Linked DNA regions of Cyprinus carpio: region 1 is linked to region 2. Evidence: chromatin contacts called from public Hi-C data. All regions are on one chromosome and are shown on one strand. The core of a region is the stretch at or near the end of the contact, and the rest is flanking DNA. Distances in the headings are between cores, read along the strand shown. Region 1 holds the start of pik3ip1 (phosphoinositide-3-kinase-interacting protein 1). Region 2 holds the start of LOC109093484 (mevalonate kinase).

Region 1 (5,874 bases), core at 2,917-5,416, 690 kb after region 2:
CATATTACTAAACATACCCCTGTCTTATCCTTCCTTTCACTCCATCCCTAGACATTCAGACTGTGCATGGCATACTTGTTATGCAATCCTCCTACACTTACCCAGCACTTTCCTGCCTGTGTGTCTGCAGTGAGCCCTGCTTTATCACAACTGAACCGAGCACTACTGCTCTTGCAAGGACTAAAGTATTTGGTTGAAAAGTTTGCGATCCATGTGCTATAACATCATAACATGCTTCCTGTGGGTGACATTGTCCTAGTATTATAGGTTAACCCTCCTCTCAGCCCAACATCCTGCCCCTGCTTATTAATACTGAGCCAATTAATCGCTAGATAAACGATGACATGCACACATTATCAGCTGACACAGGAGTACATGCTGCCCAAGGCTACTGAGTGCCCCTCTAAACTCTTTACAAGATTTTTACTGTCATCTATTATCACATAAAACATATTGTCATATCACCAGAAATGGCAACTAATCTGAGTGATTGTAAATGTACAAAACAATTGATACCTCTATTGATATCAGCTTTCAGATTCCTTCTGGTCCTCCCCAAACTCAACACCCACTTCGAAATGTCAAAACAACCTCCTAAATATAGACAGCCAAGATGCCTCCAATATCTGCACCCACTCACCATCTCTCTCTCATGTGTCTAATGGCATTAAAATGGCAGTGTTATATGAACCTGCTATGTGTTTCCAGCTAAAGCCCGCGACATCCTTTAACTCTGTTCACGCGACTCGGAGTAGATCAAAACCAGCGTCTCCACAAGTCTCCTCAATCTGAAGAACTGAAGTGCCTGGATTTTGTCTGTTGTGCTTTTCTATTGATATCCATTCTTATGTGCACACTGTAATGGGACATTGTGTTGCAGGTTGTACTGACCGTTTGTAGAAGTATCCTATTGTGATGCCACCTCCAAGTAGGATGATAATGGCCATCATGAAGACGGCCAGAACATAACCTGCCAAGGTAGCAAAGACAACCAATATACCCATGAACTTCTCGGTTCTTGGATGTGGTTTGGTGTTTTAGACAACTCAACACTTACCGAGAGTCCCAAGGTCTTTCTTCTTCTTGGGTCCACTCCTGACCTGCTGTCGGACTCCCTTCACGGGCTGCACCGCCGCACCCTCCACCTGCGAGGGGAAGGAGTCAGTGTTTTCGAAGGTCTCCACCATCCTTGGGGTGAGTCCCTGAGTGGGGACCGACTCTTCTGAAGCAGTGGCTTCTGTGGAGTTTTGGTCTGTGGGGTGACAGGATATGATTGTTTTTTTTTCTCTCAATCTGTGTGCTAATGTGAACCAGCTTTGCACTCCCATCAATTAACAAATAATTTATACTAAGCAGTTTTGCTGTGGTCTGGGAGTGAGTGCTCTGAACGGACAATTGTTTTCTTGCGGTTGTTGATTGGATGGAGGCAGATCAGAATGTGAGCTTGCAGATTATAAGAAAGGGGTGATATGTAAGTGGATTAAATGACTGGAAAAGTAAGGCATACATCACCAGAAGTCTGTGAAGTTTAAAAATTAAGATTTAAAAAATAAAAAATGAAACATTTTCATGGATGAATCATTCAAATAACTAACATGCATTTAGAAAATTGATGGGGTGAATTTTAACTCATGCTGACTTCAAACAGCTAAAAAAAAAAAAATCGATTTTTTGGTCTGAAAACATGCTCCACCCAAGTATGTGAAAAGAAACAGACATTATAATTGCTCATTACATTCTGAAATGAGTCAGAACGCAATTCGCAAAACCCAGAAATAATAGTGTACTGTTATGCTTTTCCTAAAAAAGCTTTAGCTTTTACTAGACACACTAGGCGAATACTAGATAAATGAGATAAAGTTTGGCTATTTTGACCTAATGAGGTGGACCTGATATATTTCAGAGGCCCCATAGAAAGAATTCACAGCTGAGAACATTAACATTTACTTCTCTTGCTGGGGTCCAGGCCTTTTAAATTTTTCAACCACCCTCTACTCTGAAAAAGCTGTTTACACACTCCAGCAGAGTTAAAGAACATTAGTTCACAGCTCAGCTAGCCAATCAGAAGCTGTTGCCGTGGTGCGCATCTTTCTCACGGCCAATCATAATCCCAGAGGGCGGGGCCTACACCTTCTCTTGAACAGCCGCAGAACAAGTTTCCTGTTTGTTCCTTTGTCTGTCCCAACTGAAGAAACCTCAAGGCTGATGAGTCTAGACTCGTGTTGTTGTTCAACTTTATCTGTCCTTGCAGTGTGTTGAGTCAAAAGATAGTTTTGAGGAAACTGCATCAGGTTGAATTAAAACTGATCAAGTAGATTTTTTTTTTTTAAGTAGGATACATTCTGCTGTATTGTTTTTGTTGTTAATAAACCAAATAAAAGTAAATAAAAATTATTAATGGCAAAAGTAAAGTTTGGTTCAGTTCCAGTTTTTAGAGTAGGCTCTGAGGAAACTGAAATATTTGGTGCCGACCTTTTTCACTCCCTAGAGGATGTTTTCTTAAAGCTATTTGCTTTTTCCCACAAAAAAAGTAGATTGCACATTGCACATTTCTGCAATGTGCAAAAAAACTGCACATTTCTGCTTTACGTAAATATTTTTAAATTAGCTTCCTCCATGTTCTTGGAAGAAACAGTGTGCAGCTAAACGAATGAGATGCTGGAAACAGAGTAACACGTTAGTAAGACCCAGTTGTGAAATGCCTGAGAAAGACACGAGTTAAATAAATCACTTTCATATATCAAAATCCCATTTCATGCTGGAGTGTTCATCTCTTTTCTTCCCCCAAAAGTGCTCGGTGATATTCATTTTATTACAAAGGTTTAATGTGAAGAATTTGGAAAATTAACATTTATATGCCTATAAGCTGCAACCATTTATATATATATATATATATATATATATATATATATATATATATATATATATATATATAAAAGAGTGAACATGGCTACCTTGGCATGTCCTAATATCACATGCTTCTTTTCTGGTCGCTCCATCGGACCCGGAGACATAGCACCAGGGCTTCTCTGAAGCATCTGGGTTGCGGCAGAAATTGTGATCTCCAACATCTGGCGAGAAGAAAACAAAATGATGAACCTTTAAAATTTGATTTAATGGATACCTAACAGTTTCGAACCAATATATATGTGTTATGTTTTGTTTGTGTGAGCATGTGTTTTTGAATTGTAGTGAGTGTGTCCCACATGGACGTCCCCTCATCTGGATTATGGAAGAGTGAGTGCTCAGCTTTTTGAGTTGGGCTCTTAATATAATCTAGGCAGCATGCCCATAACCATAATTTACAAAAATCTATAATCAGCAACATTGACAGTTTGGAAACTGCACTCTCTTATTAAAGGATACAATCTGTAAATATGCTTGATTGTGTGTATCCTAGCTTAATTTCCTCAAATATGCTTACATTGTTTTGGGGTGCTGTTTTGAAAGAGCTTGATTTCAAATTTTATAATAAATGTGTACAAAACCATCATGAAAAGTAGAACCATACTTCACCTGTCTGTGAGTTCAGACTCTTCCAGTTGAGGCAGATATTCCCTGTGGATGTCTTCTGTTGAATTCCCCTATAGTGCTCTCCATTAGATGTAATACACTCTGAGGGAAATAATCACCTTCATGTGATTTGGAAAATTGGTTTCCGTTCCATTAATTTAGAATAAAGTGGTTACATTATAATGACTAAACATTTACTACACTAAAACAATAGTCAATACTTTTCCAGTATAAACGTGCTTTGTTTGTTATGAACAGATATGAAAGAATCATGTACAAACACTGATGTAAAATGCAAAAGCATGAAAACAAACCCTCATAAACTCAATCACTTGAACTACATCCTACAAATGTATTATTATTTTTTAGAAAGTTATCCCAACACACAAAAGGGATCTTACCTTCAACAACAGACCAACAGTCCACCAAACCAGAGCTCAGCAGAAACACAAAGTACAGCAGTTGAAACATTTTCATTCCGTGATGTTTTCAACAAGAAGAAGAATGATGATTTTTTATATATATTACGAAACGAAACGATCTGTTTAAATGGAAAAGCCTGTGGTAAGTCGAGCCACACTGCTCTCCAAACACACCTCAGTCGTGCTCTTGTTTTGAGCTGTGAGCTGGTAAACAGCCTGAGAGCAGAGGATCCCTGCAGTGACGCCGCGTCCTTCAGGTCCTAAACACAGCCGTTTCTCTCGTAATCATGTGTGGAACATGCGATTTTGGTAGAATAAAATGTCCGCCAGGACACCGGAATGTTCCAGCAGACGACTGATTATTTTTATTTGAATAATACCATTAACCCGTTTAATCCCACCGGTCACAATAGTGACCGTAAAAAAGGTTTCCATTTATAAAGCTCTGAAAACCTTACTGACTGATGTTTTAGTGCACTTCCTGCAAATATGGAAAAAATAAAGTGTCTCAATTAAATATGTGCAGTTTCACATGATTAGTGCAAATTGTAACATGACCAGAGCAGCTTATTTCCTGTTTGCACCTTGAGAAGAGGCTAGTAAAGTATGTCATCATAAAGAAATGACAAAGATTTTTGGTACACATGATCTTTAGGGTGTCTAGTATTAATATATGCATTCACATGAATTTAGTTTTGTTGAGTGTGGTCATAGAATGAGTAAACATGTTGATGGTCACAATAGCGACCGGTGGGATAACAGTGGATTTAGGTATACAATATAAATCCAATTGCAGTTGCTAGTGAAAATGACAATAAAATGTTGCATTGACAAAATAAATTTACTAAACTAAAAATTCAAATGTTACAAAAAAAAATTACAATAATGATGTTTTTATACTCAAAGCATTAATATAAAAATTTGATATTTCACAAAAAAGTAACAATTTTGAAATGCAGTGATAGTTTAATTTTTTTTTTTTTTTTATCTCAATGTTCCTATCAATGTTGCATAAGTTTTTTTGTATGCATAATAGTATCCCTAGAATGTGATCAAACAGTTTAAAATAGCTGGGCTAAGATATATAACCATTTTTATGACTGTGGAAATATGTTCATTCAGTACTCACCTTATCCCACCGGTCACATGGGTTAATATTAATAATAATAATAGTCACTATGTATATAAAATATTTTGATAAACACACACAAATGTTTTAATTTGACATAACCAGTGTTGGGGAGCAACTAACTTACCTGTAACCGAATTACGTTATTTAATTACAAAATAAATGTAACTGTAAACTGCGAATACAAAGTTGGTTGCATAGGCCTATGCATATTTTCACACACATACAGATATGATTGATTTCTTTACCAAACTGCATTGACTGCCTTTAATATGAGACACCAATGTTTCCGGAGTTTAGGACACAGAAGAGGACACATGCTTTTTCTGTTTTATTTCCTTTTTGGGTTTATGTATATGCTTTATTTTTTAAGTTGCTAGCCTAACAAGGCATTGTTAGATTCCAGTGTTTCCTGTCATAGCTATGCAAAGATTTGATTTTAAAAAACAGCATCATAGCTATTAAAGTGTTAGTTCACCCCAAAAGGAAAATTCTATCATTAATTACTCAGCCTCATGTCGTTCCAAACCAGTAAGACCCTTTGTTCATCTTCAGAACACAAATTAAGTTATTTCTGATGGAATCTGAGAGCTCTCAGACCCTCCATAGACAGCAACGCAACTGCAATGTTCCCAGACACAGAAACATAGCAAGGACTTCAGTAAAACAGTCCATGTGACATAAGTGACTCAACTTCATTTTTGCGAAGCTACGAAGCTACGAGAACAAAAATGATGACTTTATTCAACAATTCTTCTCCCCTGAGTTACGTCTTCTGCCATTTTGAAGAGTACCCAAGAACGTAATCAG
Region 2 (6,853 bases), core at 791-3,290:
TAGAACTGATATTGAATATTGCGTATGCCAGACTGACCAGCGTTCAGCCCGTCGACACACTGCTCTGGCCACATGTAAAGCTGCACTGCTCTTCCCTCCTGACTGCAAATTGAGTGTGAGATTAAAAGGCTTTCCTTCAGTAATTACTTTAATTGCAGTATTGTTTTTCATCAACATGTTTGTAGCAACCCAAAATCAGATACTGTACAATTCTTTATGTACATTATGGCAATATTTCAAGTACTTTGTGGAGATTGTGTAATCATACATATTTCTGGAACAAACATACAGGAAGTATGAAGTTGGTGAGTGGAGGCAGCTCCTCTGTGAACGAATCGATCCAGCTCTCCAGCTCAATCACAGTCTGGGAGCTGAACTTCGTCTTCTCTGTTTAAAACAAGAATATCATAATCATAACATAACAAGGTTTATGCTTTCCTACTTTAAATAGATTAGAAATGTCCTATGATTCTGCTTACTGATATGACTGTCTCTAGCGGATGACCGGGGAGTGGCAATATTTGACCCTACATCCTGTAGTACACACTGGATCTGTTCAGAACAGAGAAGTATACAGACACTTAAGCCAAGTAAAATCTAAACCAAGTGCCATTTACATGAAATCACTTCAAATCTGAGATCAAATAACTTTGTACACCCAATAAAATCAACTTGACACCAGCTTGGTTTAAAGTGATTGCAAAAATCACTCTGAAAAGGAATTCTGTGGAAAGGCCTAGAATTATTTATTTGCCGATTTGGTATAAAAGCGATATAATTTAAGCTTTTTAAGAGTGACTTAAGTTTTCAAATGCTTTCAGGGCCACTTTAGTAAAATGAACAATCCACCTAAAATGCAAATTTGCTGAAAATTTCACACCCCCAGGCCATCAAAGATGTAGATAAGTTTGTTTCTTTATCAGAACAGATGTGAGAAAATGTAGCATTACATCACTTGCTCTCTAATGGATCCTCTGCAGTGAATGGGTGCCGTCAGAATGAGAGTCCAAACAGTGATGTAATGCTAAATTTCTCCAAATCTGTTTCAATGAAGAAACAAACTCATCCACATCTTAAATGGCCTGAGGGTTTAGTACATTTTCAATACATTTTAATTTTTGTGTGAACTATTTCTTTAAAATCATGCTCCTCATGTCAGGAAGACACAAGCACCTTCTCCAGCTGATCAGTGAATGAATGGCCGCTGTCAATGCTAAATTCTCTGGCTAACCTGAAAGAGAGAACGAGAGACTTTGTTTTTCTTCTGTAAATGAACTCAAATCAGGATTTTAGTCATTTTTGACCCACACACTATGCCACATTGACTCCATCCATTACCCAACTGCTGATGATAACTCATCTGTTGTTCCCAAAGCCTCAAATATATGATCCTCCTTTGGTCTCCTCTCACCTGTGAAGGTACTGGAAAACCCTAATGAGGTCAGACATTGGAAACAAAACAAAGTTTACACAAACCTCACACTTCTACCACACGTTAGTCAATAATCACGTTTGTAGTGTATAATTAAATAACCTTTGTCTCCAGTTTTTGTGTAGATCTTGGGAATTCGTCTGTTTTCTTCAGATGTGCTGTTATATTAGAAAATCGAGAGAACGTCGGTATAACAGCCATTTCTCTTAAATAAATGTCACGCCACACTGATACAGTTTAGCCTGAACACATGGGATATATGGGTTCAACATTCTTTTTTTTACCTTCTTTCATCCCTACACAAAGGCTGCATCTGCTTTATGCTCCCTAAACGAAGCACACGGTGCAGACCAGCGTACTTGGTCACAAAAACCGACATCGTAGACGTTAAAACATTTCCAAACGCGCTCCTGTGTTTACTATTTACAGTTTTGACAGCTCTTGCTGCCCGTAGACGGGCGTTCTATCGCGCAACCGATGACGCGATGTGGTGCGAAATGCGATTGGTGTTTTGAGAGTTGGTGGCTATGCCAGCTTCGTTCTGATTGGCCGGTTTAGAGTCAGCGATCTGAGAGGTTAATTCTGATTGGTGCAGGCTACAGCGACAGTACACGTGTATGGCAGCGCGCAAGCAGACGCGATGAGTTTGACGCTTTACAACAGGAGCTCTCGATTATTTGGCAAAACTGTTATTTTTAAGTGTAGTGCGCTGAGTGTATCTTGGTGTATGAATTGAAATATGAGATTTTAGCAAGGCGTTATTGCTTTGGTCAGCATACACTGGTGCAATTTCTCGAAAATATCTTACAAATCTAAGATGCAAACGCTAGAGTTTTTCGTTTCTGCTCCAGGGAAGGTGATTCTGCACGGTGAGCATTCTGTCGTGCATGGACAGGTGAGTGTTTCGTCATTAGAGACCCAAACACTGACCTGATGAAGTGATGAGTTTTCCCTTTTCCTCCATTAAGAACCAGGTCTAAAAAAATCACAGCAGTGAAGCATGTTCTGCTTAGGATTTTGGATATATTAATTTGTGATTTACTGTGTGTGGGAATAATATAGAAAATGTTTTACTTTTTCTGTTTATGTAAATATTTAATATTTCGATATTATGCAGTTTTTAATGTATAGTTTTTCATTATGTGACTGAAAATGTGCATTATGTAGGTTGACATTTTTGAGAGATGTACAGTAATTTATTAACACTTACAGGTCAAGTGGTAGAAATTATATGGTAAAAATGGTATCAGTGACGTGTGATTTATTTATTTATTTATTTATTTATTTATTTATTTATTTTGGAGTCTCCAGCATTAAATATGTTTATTTTTTTCTTGTCAGAACTGTTGCTGTGTCAGTTTTTTTTCCCAACAATTTTTTATTGATTTTCCAATAAAACAAACAATAACCAAATAACAAAAATTATATCACCAAAAGGAAAATAAGTTACAAAAACATTCCAAATATGCTAATCAAAGCAGCAGTAATTAAAATAAAACAAAACAGAGCAAAAATATGTCACACTCAAAACATTAATACATGCACCCTCTTATTTCTTAAGGAAATCAATTAAAGGTGCCCACATCTCTTCAGATTGCTGTGCTTTACCCCGTGTAATGTACGTTAACTTCTCTAAAGTAACACACATTGCCATCTCCTTGTTCCAAGAGTGTGCAGAAGATATTTCAGTCTCTTTCCAACTCAAAGCAACCATCCTCCTGGCCTGCAGGAGGCCAAAGTCGATAAGAGTCCTCTGATTGTTATTGATAGAAAGATGATCTGGGTATATCCCCAGAATACAAAGTTTTGCAATGCACGGTATTTGAGTTTTTGTGATGTTACTTAGGGTACAGACAACCATTTTCCTGTGTCATAGTTCACGGTGTCGGCTGTGTTATTTAATTTTTTAACCAATATTTATTTAATAGCCATTGTTTAATGGCTTAATCAATTGTTCTGAAGTCTGTTGTCTGTTTTTAATCAACCTTAAACAGGTTGCTTTGGCTGTGAGTTTGAACCTGCGCACGTTCCTGCAGCTGCAGTCCACATCATCCGGTGAAGTGCACATCAACCTCCCCAATATTGACACTTTTCTGTCCTGGGAAATAACTGCACTGCAGTCTCTTCTGGCAGGGTGTAAAGGTGATTTTTATTCAAAATTTCATTTTCACCCCAAAATGAAAATTCTGTCAGTATTTACTCCTGTATATTCTGTGTGTCATGATTATTTGGACTGTTCATTGAAGTTGTAATAATGCAGTGTCGGAATGCAATCATCTCCGGCCCATGTTTCTCTGACTGTTCGTTGTTTCAGCAGAGCAGGGTGGCCTGAAGGAACTAGATGCAGATCTTTTGAAGAGACTACGTGAATTCACCAGGATTTCAGAGGATTCCACAGACACAAGAAGCATGGCAGTCTTGGCCTTCCTCTATATGTACCTGTCTGTTTTTGCAGAGTAAGAACACCATTAAACTCTCTGTATCATTTATTAAAACTGCATAAATTTGAAAGCTGCATTTATGGACTTTTGACATCTGCTGTTGCTTCCAGGTCTCTGGCCAGTATCACGGTGTCCGTGTGGTCAGAGTTGCCCACAGGAGCAGGTTTAGGCTCTAGTGCTGCCTATAATGTTTGCCTGTCTGCCGCTCTGCTGTCTGCTAGAGGAAACATATCAAATCCTCTTACACCACAGCAGGAGTCAGCCAGGTAACACTTCATTCTAACGGATTATGGGGCTTTTATGTAGATAATGTAAGTAAGGATTGTTTCATTTGCTTTTAACTCTTTAAAAGTGATGTACAGTCAATTATTAAAGGGAGTGCCCTCCTGAAACCAGCCCAGATTGTTAGCGATAAGGTTACTCCACCCTTGAAATTCAGATGATAGATTAAGTAACCAAAGACCAGAGATTAAGTCTTTGTCCTTCGTCTATCCTCTCAAAATTTGAAAATGTGTGGTTCAAAATACACTTTCCGGAGGAAATAAGGATAAAAAGGCATAACATTTAGAATTGTTTTGCTGGTCACACTCAATCACATTTAGCTGCAGTGTTTCTGCAGGTGATCACCTTTATTATCTTTTCAGTCCTCTTCATCCTACATTATCGTTTAATAAAAATGTATAAAAAAAACACAAGGACTGGAATAGGGCATTTTTTCACAAATGATGATTTTATTTGAACAAAACAAATAAAAACACACATATTTTGAAATATTACTTTTTATAATAACTTTTTTTCTGTATAATTTATTGAACAAAGTTACATTTTTAGCAATGCTGCTTCATATTTTTGTGGAAACCATTATGCATTTGTTTTTCTCTGATGAATAGAAAGTTCTAAAACAAAAACATTTGTTTTATTACTATTTTAGTCCTGTTTATTACTAGCAATCTTTTTTTATTACTGTAGGCAGTCTAGCTGTTAACTGTATTAGTGTTAAGGTAATTCTGAATCTTTCATCTGTTGGTGTTGCAGGTGGAGTAAAGAGGAGATGGAGCTGATTAACAGGTGGGCGTTCATGGGTGAGAAGATCATCCACGGTAACCCTTCAGGGGTGGACAACGCTGTGGGCACATGGGGTAAAAGTCAAATTCATACTTCATTTTATTTATTTATTATTAAATTTATGCTTCATCACTTTACGCTTTTTCTAACAGGTGGCTTTTTAAGATACCATGCTGGGAATATATCTCCACTAAGCTGGTAAAACTATACTCTGCAAAAAGTATTTTCATAATATATTTTATCATCATTATAAAGTCACTGTTCCAGTTCATCAGAAAAGTACATAAAAAGTTATTTCAGTGGAATTACAGAACCAGCAGAATTTTCTCAGTGTGTTATTGGGTTCATTTCGTCCCTAGGGTCCCCGTTCTGAGAATCCTTCTCACTAACACCAAAGTCCCACGTAGCACCAAAGTGCTTGTTTCTGGAGTGAAGGACAAAATTAACAAGGTAGTAAATGGTTCCCCTCACCCCCCTTCCATGTTTTTATTCCTGTGCCCTTCAATTAGCATAATGGCCGGTGTGTGTGAGGGAGGAGCACTTCAGGGGCCCGGTGCTGAGTGCCTTTTATAAGAGCTCCAAATGAAGCACTCTGCCAATGCTCCTGTGCTCCGTTACCTTGACAACGGCAGTAGGTAGCCTCACTGCTGGCACACTCTGATTGGTGAAGTGGAATTCCGGTATTATCGGGATGGAAAACAGCAAAGAGTCAGGACAGACTTTAAAGGGGTCATATTCTACACTTTTGTGGCATTATTAGTCAAAGCAGTAAGTCATAAACAGTGGAGATTTAGTTTTACTGTTTGCTTTAAAAGAATGGTTAAAAAAATCATTATTCCCGCATCACTTTCCTCCTTCTGTGGAACACAAATGGAGATGATTTAAAGAATATCCAGTTGATGAATTCAGTATGATCGCAGTACATCATGCTTCAGTACAGCACCCAAGAGTGTCAGCAAAAAATGGCAATTTTCAAATTTGTACAGAATCATGGCGGATGCTGTGTATTTCTTGTGTGCTTCACACTCCAGTCCAGTAGGTGGCGAAAATTCACTATTGTTTTTGTATCAAACCAGTTAAGCACAAACCCGTCTCCGGATGATTTCATTGGTCACCTCAGTTGCATAGTCATCTGTCAAAAGCTTAGACCTCATTGATTCAGTTCAGAGTTGAGAATATCAATATCATGGATGGATGAATGCAAAGAAAAGTCGACATAGTACATTGCAGTCAGATAGCAAGAGTTTGAGTAGCAGATGTACGGGGATATCTTGCTTTTCTTAGGCTGACAATTATAAATATCTTTTGATGTGACAAGCTTAAGCTGATAATTTTTCTTGATGAAAAATGTCGTTTCCTCACCTGTGTTTGTACAGTATCTGTATTCTGTCCTCACAGTCCTTTGTGCTGTACTTTTGCAGTTTCCCTCCGTGTTGAAGCCAGTTCTGGAGTCCGTCAGCGCTGTGTCCTGTGTCTGTGAACAGACTCTCACAGAGATGGCCGAGCGTGGACCTTCAGCTGAGCACTACAACATACTGGAGGTACAATCACACGGCTTTTCCTTCATAGAGAGGGTGATACCTTTAGCAATGTGCGGTAGGTGTATATTATTTATCATTTATTTTCAATTTTTGGCACAATGTTTTGTCTAAGACACATTTTCAGGATCGTAATGATTTCTGTCATGATAAGGAAAAATGAGCAGTTGCTTTTGCGATTTAGTTCTGTTAAAAAAGTTTGGGGTTGATAGTTTTTAAAATGTTTTTTTTTTTTTTTTTAAGCAATTTCGCTATATTTATATGATTAAATATTTAATAACATTGTGAAATAGTATTGCAATTTAAAATAACTGTTTTGCTAAAATGTAATTTTATTCCTGTCATGGCAAAACTAAATTTTCAGCAGCCGTTACCCC

Evidence for each region. Hi-C and Micro-C count contacts between places; a contact is called where the count stands out from the background.
Region 1: a contact with region 2 is called in a Hi-C map of liver, with 6 times the contacts expected there. The contact joins the promoter of pik3ip1 here to the promoter of LOC109093484 in region 2. A contact is called at or near these places in 2 of 8 Hi-C or Micro-C datasets (liver and skeletal muscle).

Annotation. Positions count from the first base shown.
Region 1 is chrB5:3,596,364-3,602,237 of ASM1834038v1, forward strand. It overlaps pik3ip1 (phosphoinositide-3-kinase-interacting protein 1), which reads right to left and starts at 4,167. Exons shown (of 6, transcript XM_042723660.1): 1 at 3,915-4,167; 2 at 3,517-3,615; 3 at 2,955-3,071; 4 at 1,058-1,252; 5 at 892-970. The coding sequence starts at 3,990.
Region 2 is chrB5:2,908,044-2,914,896 of ASM1834038v1, forward strand. It overlaps LOC109093484 (mevalonate kinase), which reads left to right and starts at 2,041. Exons shown (of 12, transcript XR_006154817.1): 1 at 2,041-2,327; 2 at 3,427-3,574; 3 at 3,747-3,888; 4 at 3,984-4,139; 5 at 4,909-5,012; 6 at 5,091-5,136; 7 at 5,298-5,388; 8 at 6,360-6,479. It overlaps LOC109093480 (corrinoid adenosyltransferase), which reads right to left and starts at 1,903. Exons shown (of 9, transcript XM_019107225.2): 1 at 1,717-1,903; 2 at 1,535-1,590; 3 at 1,339-1,432; 4 at 1,174-1,231; 5 at 480-552; 6 at 290-387; 7 at 38-102. The coding sequence starts at 1,811.